Regions from separate parts of the Mus musculus genome. Here region 1 is linked to region 2. A link is a contact called in public HiCAR-type data. All regions are on one chromosome and are shown on one strand. Each heading gives the region's core, a stretch centred on a gene start, on an enhancer-like site or on the middle of the called end of the contact. The rest is flanking DNA. Distances are from core to core; before and after follow the strand shown.

Region 1 (6,067 bases), core at 3,384-5,883, 1.7 Mb before region 2:
GCTGGAGCACAGCTTCTCGGATGTGGCGAGCATCGTGGTGTGGTGCGTGGCCTTGGCGATCTCCTACACTAGCGTCTATGATCACCAAGGCATTTTCAAGAGAAATAATTTCAGACTGATGGAGGAAATTTCAAAAGGACAACAGATACTTAGTAGAGTTGGCAGAGAGCAACGACAAAGAGGATCTAGTTTTAAACTGCCGGATGGTAGTGAAGATGCTATGTCCAGAAGAAAAGCAGATGTTGTGAGAGCTGGTGGCGCGGCAACGGAAAGCCACAGATCTGAATGTGTTTCACAGATCTGAATGTGTTTGAGCTTGCTTTGTTCTCACGGGTTCCCTGATCTGGATTTAGTATTGAAGTTTGGTTCTGTGGACAGCACGTTAGACTTTCTCCCGTGGCAAATCAGACTGGCTGAGATCGTCTTCTTGCCCTCTCACCTGTACACCAGGTCAGAGGACTTCTTTGCCTTTTTTGTTTTGTTTTGTTTTTTGTTTTTTCCGAGACAGGGTTTCTCTGTGTAGCCCTGGCTGTCCTGGAACTCACTCTGTAGACCAGACTGGCCTTGAACTCAGAAATCCGCCTGCCTCTGTCTTCCAAGTGCTGGGATTAAAGGCATGCAGTGTGCATCGAGTGAACCGCATCTGGGAAAGTAGTGATTCCCTGTTGATTAGATTTGATTCAGGCTTTTGGAACAAAGGATCCAAAACGCTGTGCACACCTACTTCATATTCCTTATAATATATCAGCGGACACAAAAAGTGTCTTCCTCGAGAGTGAACGTTTGTGTTTGGAAAGAAACAGGAGGAAGGCAGTAGAGAATGGATCAGGGAAGAAAACTGAACCTTTAGATTTAAAAGGCTCAGGCCCTATCATTTTCCTGTTTTCGTGGGGAATATAGGGAGTGATTAAAGCTAGCTTAAGTGTTTGGAGCGGGGTGGGGGTAATTTTTGTTCAGGTTATTTTTAAGAATAACATATTGACTTGCTAAGTGGAATTATTCTCATTTTAAGGGAGATTCAGCTGAGTGGAATTCTGTACTCACACCTTGAAAGCTTGCTTACTTTCAGAACGTCTATCATTAGATTTCTGGCCATTTTCGATGCTTCGTTATAGTAAGCATTGGCCGGCTGCTTTGGTGTCTGTGCTCTGGGTTGTAAAGATCATTTGAAAAAGAAATTACAAAATACTGAAGTACAAAAGATAGAACCTTTAAATGTTGAACTAAGCAGCCCCAAACTAAGTAATGATCATCTCAAAGGTGGGAATTTTCCTTAAACAAAGAGTAAAATGCTGCATAGTACCCCAAAATATTTCCACTAGCTTTTTATTTAAAATGAACATTTGAGAGATGTTACTCTCTAAAGTAGCTTGGTCCTCTTTCAAGTAACACCTGGGATTTCCCCCCCAGTAAATTTCAATAACAACTTTGCATAGATAAGATGAAGTAGGGTGTTGGCTCGTGTCACCCAAATCTGTGAAAATAACTTGATCATTTACGTCCTATGTCTTATGATCATTATTGTGTCATAGAGAACAGTACTGGGTCTATTATTTTCAAAACAAGTGGATTCTTAACAGCGACTTAATGGTTTTTCCACACAGCTCATGGCTAGGTGCAAACCATTCTTTGTATTTGATGGATAGTTTGCAAAAAATTCTTACCAGCAAGAGTCATGCGCATTTAGTTTGGGGCCCCAGAAACCTGAAAAGCAGCGAAGAAAATGGGGTTTGAAGAGTATGGTCTAGAATGGCTTGTCAGACTATGAGGGGAAGATTATGTGTTTTGGCTTGGGATTACCAACCCATTTATGATTTTAAAATATACTTATAATAAAAATTATTAAAATGAATTTTGGTCTAGTGATACTACTTTGCACTTAAGGGTCTTTTTTTGTACAAATTCTTTTTTAAAAGTCTTAATTATTGCCATAATTTTGTGTGAAGCTATAGCATGTGCAAACATCTTTAGAGAGTGCCCGTTTCTGGTGTCCCATGCTGTGGTCCTGTACCACTGGTTTTTATTTCCCCCCTTAGGAGTTAATTTTTTAAAATTTAATAGTTTTCATTAACATGATATATATGTGTGTGTATATATATATCCTTAATAGACCTTCTGGGGTTTGTACGACTTTAGTGAATTAAAAGTGTAATTGAAGTAAAAAGATTTAAGATTTGTTAAAATGAAGTTAGTCGGTTATCCATTGGAATACAGCCAGAATTCTAAAGGGTTGAGTTTTTATACTTTTACTCTATTACTTAACAATTACACACCCACACTATACATACACACATACACATGCATACATACATAATATACACATACACTTTACACACACACAGTCCATGACATAGGTCTGTTGTAGTCTTTGGAAGAATTGTTTAAGGAAGTAACTAGGGTTTTGGACTATGTAAACATTCCAGAACTTTCTCACGTGATTTGCTAATACAATCTGGACAACTTGAAGCATACTGTTCGATCTGTAATTCCTGTCAGGGCCATCACAAACTATGCATCATCAGAACCCCCTGAGCTTCCACAGAGCTGCATTTCTTCCTGCCCAGTAAGGTGGACTTTATTTAAATTGTTTCTTCTCAACATTCTCCACAATTAAACAATCGTCAAATTAAACCTAATTACAGACGGTGTGTTGGAACAGCTAAAGAGTTGGAGGGTTTGGACTCCTTTCTGAAGCAGGTTATGGCTTGCTTCTTTAAACTGACTGGTTATCACTTGGAGTTTGAAAGCTGATTAAACTGTGAATAGCAAATTTTGATATATTGTGACAGAGTCCTAAATGTCTGTTTCTGACAAGAAAATGCTACAATATTCATGGAAAATGTTAAATAAATTGTGCATGTCCTCATATGTTGAATATATGTTAATTAGCCCCCCTCCCTGTGATGGTTCCATTCTTAGAATCAGTGACGTTTTTTGTGATGTTTGGTAAGAGTGGAGATTTGCACAACAAGGAAACAATGTGCACAGCAGGTTTTTATGATTAAGGAATAAAATGTATTGAATTGGCTACATGAATATTATATCTATTTAAACAGAGACTGCAGAAGGACTATTTATTTGTTTATGAGACAGAAACCGGAGTTTTTTAGATAGCATGTTCTTTACTGGAGCATTTTCTTATTTTCACCAGTTAAACGTTTGCAGTCTTACGTAGTTTGCGTCTTATTTAAATCAAGAAAGTCAGCCTTGCCTTTGCCAGAATGGTCAAATTCCACAGTAGTTAAAAGCTGAATTTTCACTGGATATAGAAATAGTGACAACATTTTAAGTCATTTAAGAATGATTTGGATAATTCCTATAAACAGAAAATTGAAAGGTAAGAAGTACAGCTTGTCTAGGCACACATTTCCTAACATAGGACTTAGTTGTAGACAGTTTTGTATGCACAGTTTTTTTTCATCTGAAACCGGGACTTATCAGAGGTCACCCATTAACTCTGGCTAATAGGAAATACCTTTAGAAAAGATGACTCTATGATGGCTTGAAGGAAACCCACCATGCACGGGTCAGCAGTTGGCCACGATTCTAATGGATAGCTGTGAACTGATAATAGCTGAAAAAGGAGAATGTGAAAAGAATTTTCTTGAGGCTTACAAACAATTTATTATAAAGATAATAAAATGTATGAAAATTAGAGGATTCAGAGAAATAGAAATCAAGAGACCTTAATTGCATTTTGACGACAATCCTTCCAAGATTTTTTTTTTATTTTAAAAAGATGCATGATACTATGTCAGTTGAATTAAAAAAAAAGATTCTTTTAAACAAGAAAGAAAGAAATCAAACAATGAATGCTGGCAAAGTTGTAAAAGAAAGAAACTTTTATACACTGCCAGTGAGAATAAACTCATGCAGCCACTATGGAAACCGGGCCAGAGGGGTGTGGGGGGGGGGGGGGACACACTAACCGTGGAATGACCTTGTGATTCTGCTGGCTCCCTCCTGGGTCTGTGCCTGAAGGAATCTAAGTCATCGGCACACATAGATAGTACATATCCTTATCTTCTTGTAGTACCACCCACAATAGCCACAACCCTGACCCACAGACCTCCCTAGATGCCCATCAAATGATGAATGGATAAAGGCAGTCTATATCCACAACGAAACTGTGGATAACCATCAACAAAAATGAACTCTTGGATAAGATGGTGACGGAGAGTCTGTCTCTGTGTGAGCTGGGACAGAGGAGAGGGACAGAACAAGACAAAAGCCTACATTACAAAGACAGAGGCGGAGGAAGTGCTTCTGGCAGCCATGAAAGGAGTGTCAGGTACTGGAAATGGGCCGAGAAAATAATGCAGGACACAGAGAAGCAAGCCAAACGGCTTCAGCCAGGTAGTTGTCTGGCAGAACGAGGGGAAACAGAGACCACTTCCGAATGGTAAAGCCAACTGAAAGCAATTGCATTAGCCACAGCCTCGAAAGCCTTGGGTCCAATTAGAGGTTTTGGTGAGACAACTGATCTGGCACATGAGTCAGCAGTGGACAGAAAAGCTAAGGAGTGTCTTCTGAGATAATTGTACAGTAATGACAGGTCCTGATGGAGGACCCAAGTTAGGAAACTTCCACAGGCAAAGGAGACTTGATTCAGCTGGCCATTCTTGTAGGAGAAGGGCGATCTAGTGAGTCAGCTGTGGTGAGCAAGAGAGATGCAAGAGGCAGGCGCCTGGCTTAGCCTAGGAGAGAGAGCTCTGCCCATAGTTGCCAGGAAAAGATCTCATCAACTGAGAATCACTGTGGAGTTGGAGCCTGAGGTCAGGATGTAGTTAAAATTCTGAACCAACCTATCTGCTGTTCACTGCTGCAAAGCGCTGAGCTTAGCGTGGGCTACAGGACTCCCTGAGCTGCATCCTTCCTGCAGGGTGATTATTATGCAACAGTTCTTGAAAGTGTGAAGACAGAGGTTCTGTTTGCATAGGTCTCAGCGCTGTGACTGTTTCCCACACAGCCAAAATACACTTAGACATCCCTTAGCTAAAACAGCCACCCCTATAGGTGAGGCTGGGGTGGGGGGCTTGTCTTCAGAAGGTGAGAGAACCTGCCCAACCCACGGGATGAAAAATTCAAGTGTGGCCAGCAGAAACTGCTGATACACAAAGAAATACTGCTGCCAGGAAGAATATCTCTGGTGGACATCAGCCTCTCTGATTCAGTACAGAGTAATCAACCATAGAAAAGACACACAAGTTCAATTTCCCTCTCCCTGTATGTAACAGCCTAGCACAGAGATGTTAGAGACCTGCGCAATGAAGCTATAAGAATTGAAAAATAAATGTAAGGACGCAACAGAAGAAAAGAAGAATCCTCAGAATTAATATTGTTAGAAGGTTCATGTTACCAAAGTGTTCTATAGATCCAAATAAATCATTCCTCCTCATTCTCCACCTTCTTCTTCCTCTCCCTCCTTCTCTTCTTCTACTTTTCCTCCCCTCTTGCTCCTCCTCCTCTTTCTTCTTCTCCTCTACCTCTTCTCTTCCTCTTTTCCCCCTTCCTCCTCTTCTTTCTCTCCCCTCCCCTCCTCTTTCTCTGCTTCCTTTCACTATGTAGCCTTGGCTGGCCTGGAGACTGCTATGTAGACGAGGCTGGCCTGGAGACTGCTATGTAGACGAGGCTGGCCTGGAGACTGCTATGTAGACGAGGCTGGCCTGGAGACTGCTATGTAGACGAGGCTGGCCTCAAATTCACAGAGATCCATCTGGTTCTGCTTCCTGAGAGCTGGGATTAAAACACGCTTCGCCACTTCTGTCTGATATTTGTATTCTTTAATGACTCAAATTCTATTACGGCTGATTCCAGGGACTCAGCGCCACCACACATAGCTCAGAGTCCCAGAGCCCTGACAGCTACCTGACAGGACACCACAGTTGCTCTATCTGGCTTAGAGAACTAGCACCAGTCTGCACTGACAGGGGAAATTTGTTCCAGGCTCCTTGACTGAATGGCTAAAGTCACCAAGTGGTGACAGGGGAACAAGAGCCGGGAGACAGGCTGTATCTCCAATACCAGATAAGCACAGAAGTCATTGTCCTAACCCTAAACATTACAA
Region 2 (5,397 bases), core at 1,759-4,258:
TTGAATTTCCTTTAAAACTTGCTTTATTACACAGACTTGGCTGTAGTGGTAGGGTGCTGCCCTAGCGTGCCTGAAACCCTGGATTCAGCCCTAACCCCAAACTAAAATAGACAGAAGTGTAATGCTGAGAGGGGAAACTGGAAGAGCAAGAAGAAAACAATCTGGGTACTGGTGACCCATATCTGTGGTTTTAGCCACTCAAGAGGCTGAGGCAGCAGGATCGTTGGAGCCCAGTAGTTTGAGACCAGTTGGATAACATGGTAAGACCCTGTTTCAATGGAAGAAAGAAGGGGAGGGGCTGTAGAGAGGGTTCAACTGGTCAGAGAAGACCAGTATGACAAACTTGCTTTCAGCTTCCTAAAGATTTTTCTCTGTGTGTATTAACTTGACGAGTCTCTCTCCTTTTTCATTAGTTTTCCATTTTTCAAGCCACAGCTCTCCACATCCCACACAATATAATGGTGGGTAGTTTGAAAAGGCCTTCACTTTTGAGGAATCTGTGCCCATAGCAGAAGCTGGTTGGTTGTGGGGCAAGTGAACTGTGCCACCAGACACAAGAAGTGGTAAGGTTGAGTGACCTCAAACCCCATGAAGCTCAGAACTGAGGTGTGGAGCCAGGTCCTGCCAAACTCTACCTGCTTTGGAACATGTAAATGTCACCCCACTGAGAGGACCATGGCAGCCAGCCACGTAGCATTAAAAACCTGATGTTCTCCATGCTAATGAAGTCTCTAGATAGGCCCCTAGTGTTCAGCCAATGAGCTTCCCTTCCTGGACATTCCTTCCTGCAAAAGATATTTAATCCCTAGTTCACCCTGAGTAAGGCATATGCATTCATAGTCACCATCAAATAAAGCAGTTTGAACAAGCAAGGACTGTCCCTTCATCAAAGATCGCCATGGGGGGAGGCCTTTGGCATAAAGAACTGTGCTTAAATCTCCCAAGGAAGGCTTTCTCTTCTCTTCCAGCCCCTCCACACTCTGGGCACTCACTCGGAACCAAACCAGGTTCAGTCCCCATACAGGGCTCTGCCTTCCTCTTCCTGCTTGGTTCATGAAGGTCCTGAAGGGAAGTATGGACTGAGGATCCCCGTTCCAGACTCCCAGTGGTACAGCAGTGATGCCTGTGTACACAGGAGACGGGGAGCCACAGCAGCCATCCCAGACGCCTCTGCTTCCCACCCAGGAAAACATGGCTCCCCCCATTGCAAACTGTTTTGCCTCCCCTAAGTGGCATGCCAGCCGCTCTAGGCACCCCAGCAATGAGGCAGGATGCAGCCCAACAGTTGCTAGCAATCATCCTTGACTTTCGAAGCCAGTTTCCTCAGATGTTTGTGTGATTGGAGGAAGTAGACTGTTACTTGAAAGTATTAAATGGCCTCTTTCCAACTCTGGAAGAGAGGCTGCAGTGTGGCCATTGTGCTGCAGTTAGGTCCTGGTTCAATCCCTTCTCTCCCTGAAGCCGTACCTTGGCCACTTCTTGGAGCCTGTGTCTCTGTTACTTAAATGGCCCTGAGTGGGGTCTATAGTAATTTTTGTACACCCTTCCCAGGGCGTACTTGGAATTCTAGATTTGTGTGTAAAAGTCGTTTATCCGGAAGAAATCCGAGGGACACAGGGTGAGAGCACCCATGAATTAGGTCAAAGTCAACTTAAAAGTATACCTCCCAGCAAGGTGGTAACTAAGGCCGAGGCAGAGGAAGCTCCAGTCCAGAGCCAACTGGGCTACAATAACAGGACCATGCCTCCAAAACAGGAACATCAACAAAAACGTGGTCTTTCTACTCCAACAGCAAGGATTACACACAATATTAGATGCATCCCCAGGAACATAAAAGATCTGAAAGTCACTCAGTTGAAGGTGAGCTATGCACAAATAATAATAATAATAATGATGATGATGATGATGATGATCTGTGTTTCTTAGTCACTTTTCTCCCGGCATAACAGAACACCATGACCAAGGTAACTTATAAAGGAAGTTATAATATAGTTATATATAACTTATAGTTGGAGGCTCATGGTTCATGATCATCATGGTGGGAAACATAGTGGGAGGCAGGCAGGCAGGCAGGCAGGCAGGGATGGTGCTGGGGCAGTAGCTGAGAGCTTGCACCGTGGTCTATGTGAGGCAGAGAGAAGAAAGAACACACTGAGAATAGCCTGGACTTTTGAAAACTTAAAGGCAGTCAGTCCTCTTCCAACAAGCCCACATTCCTAATCCTTCAAACAGTTCCACCAACTGGGGACCAAGCATTCTCACGTGAGCCTAGGGGGGGCCACTCTCATTCAAACCACCACAAAGTAATTTCCAATCACGTGGATCTACTCATTACACTTGAGTAGCCCTTAACGTCATCACTTATCTTGTAGCTTATGCACTGCTCTGTTTTTATATTTTACTGATTGGACCGTGCAGCTGATTGACAGCAGTTTGTCTTTTTATTATTGTTTTTGGTTGGTTGGTTGGTTGGTTTGGTTTGGTTTTCCAGACAGGGCTTCTCTGTGTAGCCCTGGCTGTCCTGGAACCTACTCTATAGACCTGACTGGCCTTGAACTCAGGTATCTGCCTGTTTTTGCCTTTGGTATGCTGGGATTAATGGTATGTGCCACCACTGACTGGTGTGATAGCAGTTACCTGTAATAACATAGCTTTCTAGAAAACTCTCAGGGATCCCCAAATTTTCAAATATAATCTGCACTTGTCCCCACAACTGTCTTTGTTGATGAAACCTTTTGCTGAAAAGTCCATTAAAATTTAATTTGCCTCTCATTTCTTGCCTGTGGTCCTGTGTTAAGAATGAAAGTGAATTGACCTTTGACATTCTTGCCTGTGTTTTGGTTTAGAGGTGTGTGTGTGTGTGTGTGTGTGTGTGTGTGTGTGTGTGTGTGTGTGTGTGTGTGTAGCAAATTTCCTCCATGTGCCACTGTGTGCCCAGGTCAAGCAAGAGCTGTCTCCAGTAATTCTCTTCCCATCTAGGGAATAGCACACACCACAGATACATGAGTTCCTTGTTAACAGCGCCATCTGGTGGCCTCCGAATAACAAGACAGCGCAGTATGGCAACTTGTGGTTGTGCAGACCGTATTCTAATACAGTAAAGCAGTTGCTTCTTGTGGCCTCATCAGCTCCCTTTCCCTGGAGCCTCCTTCCCCAGCAGCCCTTTCCCAGACTGCCCCTCACCCACTCGGCACGTTGGCTCCAGAAAGTTCAAGCTGGTCCCGTTGGCTCTGGGCCCTTCTGCCTGTAGCCTCCTGGGCAGTAGGGAAAGCTGCTAGTAGCAGCCTGGGTGGAGAAACGTGAACTTAACCTCGTGGGTTTGTGCCCGGGGCCACCTTGAACCAGGCCTGGCTGGGATTCTAGTGCTAGAAGGCCCGTGATTTACTGTCTCCCTGGGCAGCAGGTGGCCAGGGTATTTTTAGCATCTGGAGTTTTTAGGGCAAGGCTGGGGGAGGGTAGAACAGTGAGCTCCGAGGACATCGGTTCTTTCAAGGTCTGAGTTCAAAAATCTCCAGACAATGGGCCCTTCCCCTAACACTCTTGGGTTTGGGTGTAGGGTGTCCATGATAAAAGCCACGCACGCCGCCGCCGTTCATTTGCCTTTTCCATTTGTTAGGCAGTAAGTGGAAGAGAGAATGGAGTGGATTTGGGATGCCAACTTGGCAGGCATTCAAGGAAAGCCTGACTGTTGTTAGTGCCCAGCGCAGATCTGTCCCTCTTCAAAGCACTTCTGTTCGCTGTATTGTCCAGCCCTCATTAATCCCATGAACCCCAAAGACGATTATCATATTCTACCAAAGAACTTGGCAAGGAAAGCTGAGAGGTCTGCCTGGTGCCATGGGTACGGGAGGGAGGATCTGCGGCTACACTGCCACAGAGCTAGATCCTAGCTGTGTGCTCAGTGAGACTGGATTGGAACCGCTCGCTCTGCAAGAGGATTGGAACCGCTCGCTCTGCAAGAGGCGTGCTCCCCTGCCTCTTAGCTTTCTCCGGAATGGTTGGTACAGCGCTTAACATGTGCTCCTGTGAGACTGAGCACGTTAAAAACCCTCCTTAGACTGGCTTTCCTGCTTCAGCTCAAGCAGTTATTTATGGAACAGGCCCTGAGTGTATTCTATCATCATTGTCTTCCAGAGAGGGGGACATCTCAGAACAACCATAAAGGGGTGAGGGGTCAGCGACTCTCTGTTCCAGCCAGGAGAGGACCAGGGGATAGTCCTAAATCCAGGAGAGAGAATCCTCAATTATGTGAGCCCCCTTCCCCTTGCCTGACCCTCTGGGTCCCTGCATTGCCCCCAGCTGGGTTCCCCCAACATAACCATACCTGAAGAATAACCACAAGTGACATCATTCATGGAAACTGGTGGTGATGGGACCAAGAGGGGACCCACCTCCCAGAGACTTTATGGGGTTCTGGCCCAGGGGAGTCACCTTCATCATCACTTCTGTGGGCACCAAGAGGCAGAAGCTAGGCCCAGGCAGGCACTTCCCACTCCTGCTGTGTAGCCCTGAAGTATAGACACACCAGCAAGACTGAGAAACTTCTGTGCCCTCCAAGGCACTCAAAGCTGAATGCACAGAACCCAGAGTCGAACACAGATGGGCCGGACATGTTTGTTAAGTTAAGAATTGAAACCCAGAGCCAGGCGTGGTGGCACACGCCTTTAATCCCAGCACTCGGGAGGCAGAGTCAGGTGGATTTCTGAGTTCGAGGCCAGCCTGGTCTACAAAGTGAGTTCCAGGACAGCCGGGGCTATACAGAGAAACCCTGTCTCAAAAAACCAAACCAAACCAAAAAAAAAAAAAAAAAAAGAGAGAGAGAGAGAGAGAGAGACTTGAAACCCAGGACTCAGTGGTAATCAAGAGGGACTCCAGAAAGCCCTGCAGGTTACAGACACTTATTTGACACCCTCCCTTCCTCCCAGAAGTGAATGAGCCCAGGGTTGAAGACAAGGGCATTTCTCAAAGAAGTTCCAGATGACAGCCAATGTATCCCAGCTGATAGCAACCTGTTGGCAAAATGCCATATAGTATAGGTAGTGCTTATGAAACAGCGGGCCTGATCCTGAAAGAGTTTACCTCTTCCTGCTCAGACCATAGGGAGAAAGCACGAGCCTGTGATCATGTGTTGAAGGCCCTGAAGGGTCCCATTGACTACCTTGCTCACTTTGTGTTCTCTACAAAATACCTGGGTGGCTTCTACATTTCTATCCAACGGATACACTCCAAAATAGCCAACGGACAAAGATCTTGAGTTCTTATGCCAGGGTAGGAAAATAAGGTTGAGGGGAAATATAAAGGGATGAGGATAAGGTTTTTTTTTGTTTTGTTTTGTTTTGTTTGCTTGTTTGTTTTTTGTTTTTCGAGACAAGGTTTCTCTGTGTAGCCCTGGCTGTC

The links. HiCAR-type assays count read pairs that join an accessible place to other places.
Region 1: a contact with region 2 is called in a HiCAR-type map of astrocytes, with 4 times the contacts expected there. The contact joins two enhancer-like sites. A contact is called at or near these places in 2 of 39 promoter capture datasets (hippocampal neurons and pre-B cells) and 1 of 115 datasets of contacts at active chromatin or transcription factors (astrocytes).

The regions. Positions count from the first base shown.
Region 1 is chr14:63,019,532-63,025,598 of GRCm38.p6, reverse strand. It overlaps the pseudogene Gm19198. Among named protein-coding and RNA genes, the nearest start is that of Defb43, 11 kb to the right of the region's middle. Within about 2 kb of position 4,633, at least 44 of the 459 cell types and tissues checked have an H3K27ac peak or open chromatin away from gene starts, as enhancers often do. A contact at or near this core is called in astrocytes, where this site is marked.
Region 2 is chr14:61,329,117-61,334,513 of GRCm38.p6, reverse strand. No RefSeq gene overlaps it. Among named protein-coding and RNA genes, the nearest start is that of Gm25716, 11 kb to the left of the region's middle. Within about 2 kb of position 3,008, at least 57 of the 459 cell types and tissues checked have an H3K27ac peak or open chromatin away from gene starts, as enhancers often do. A contact at or near this core is called in astrocytes, where this site is marked.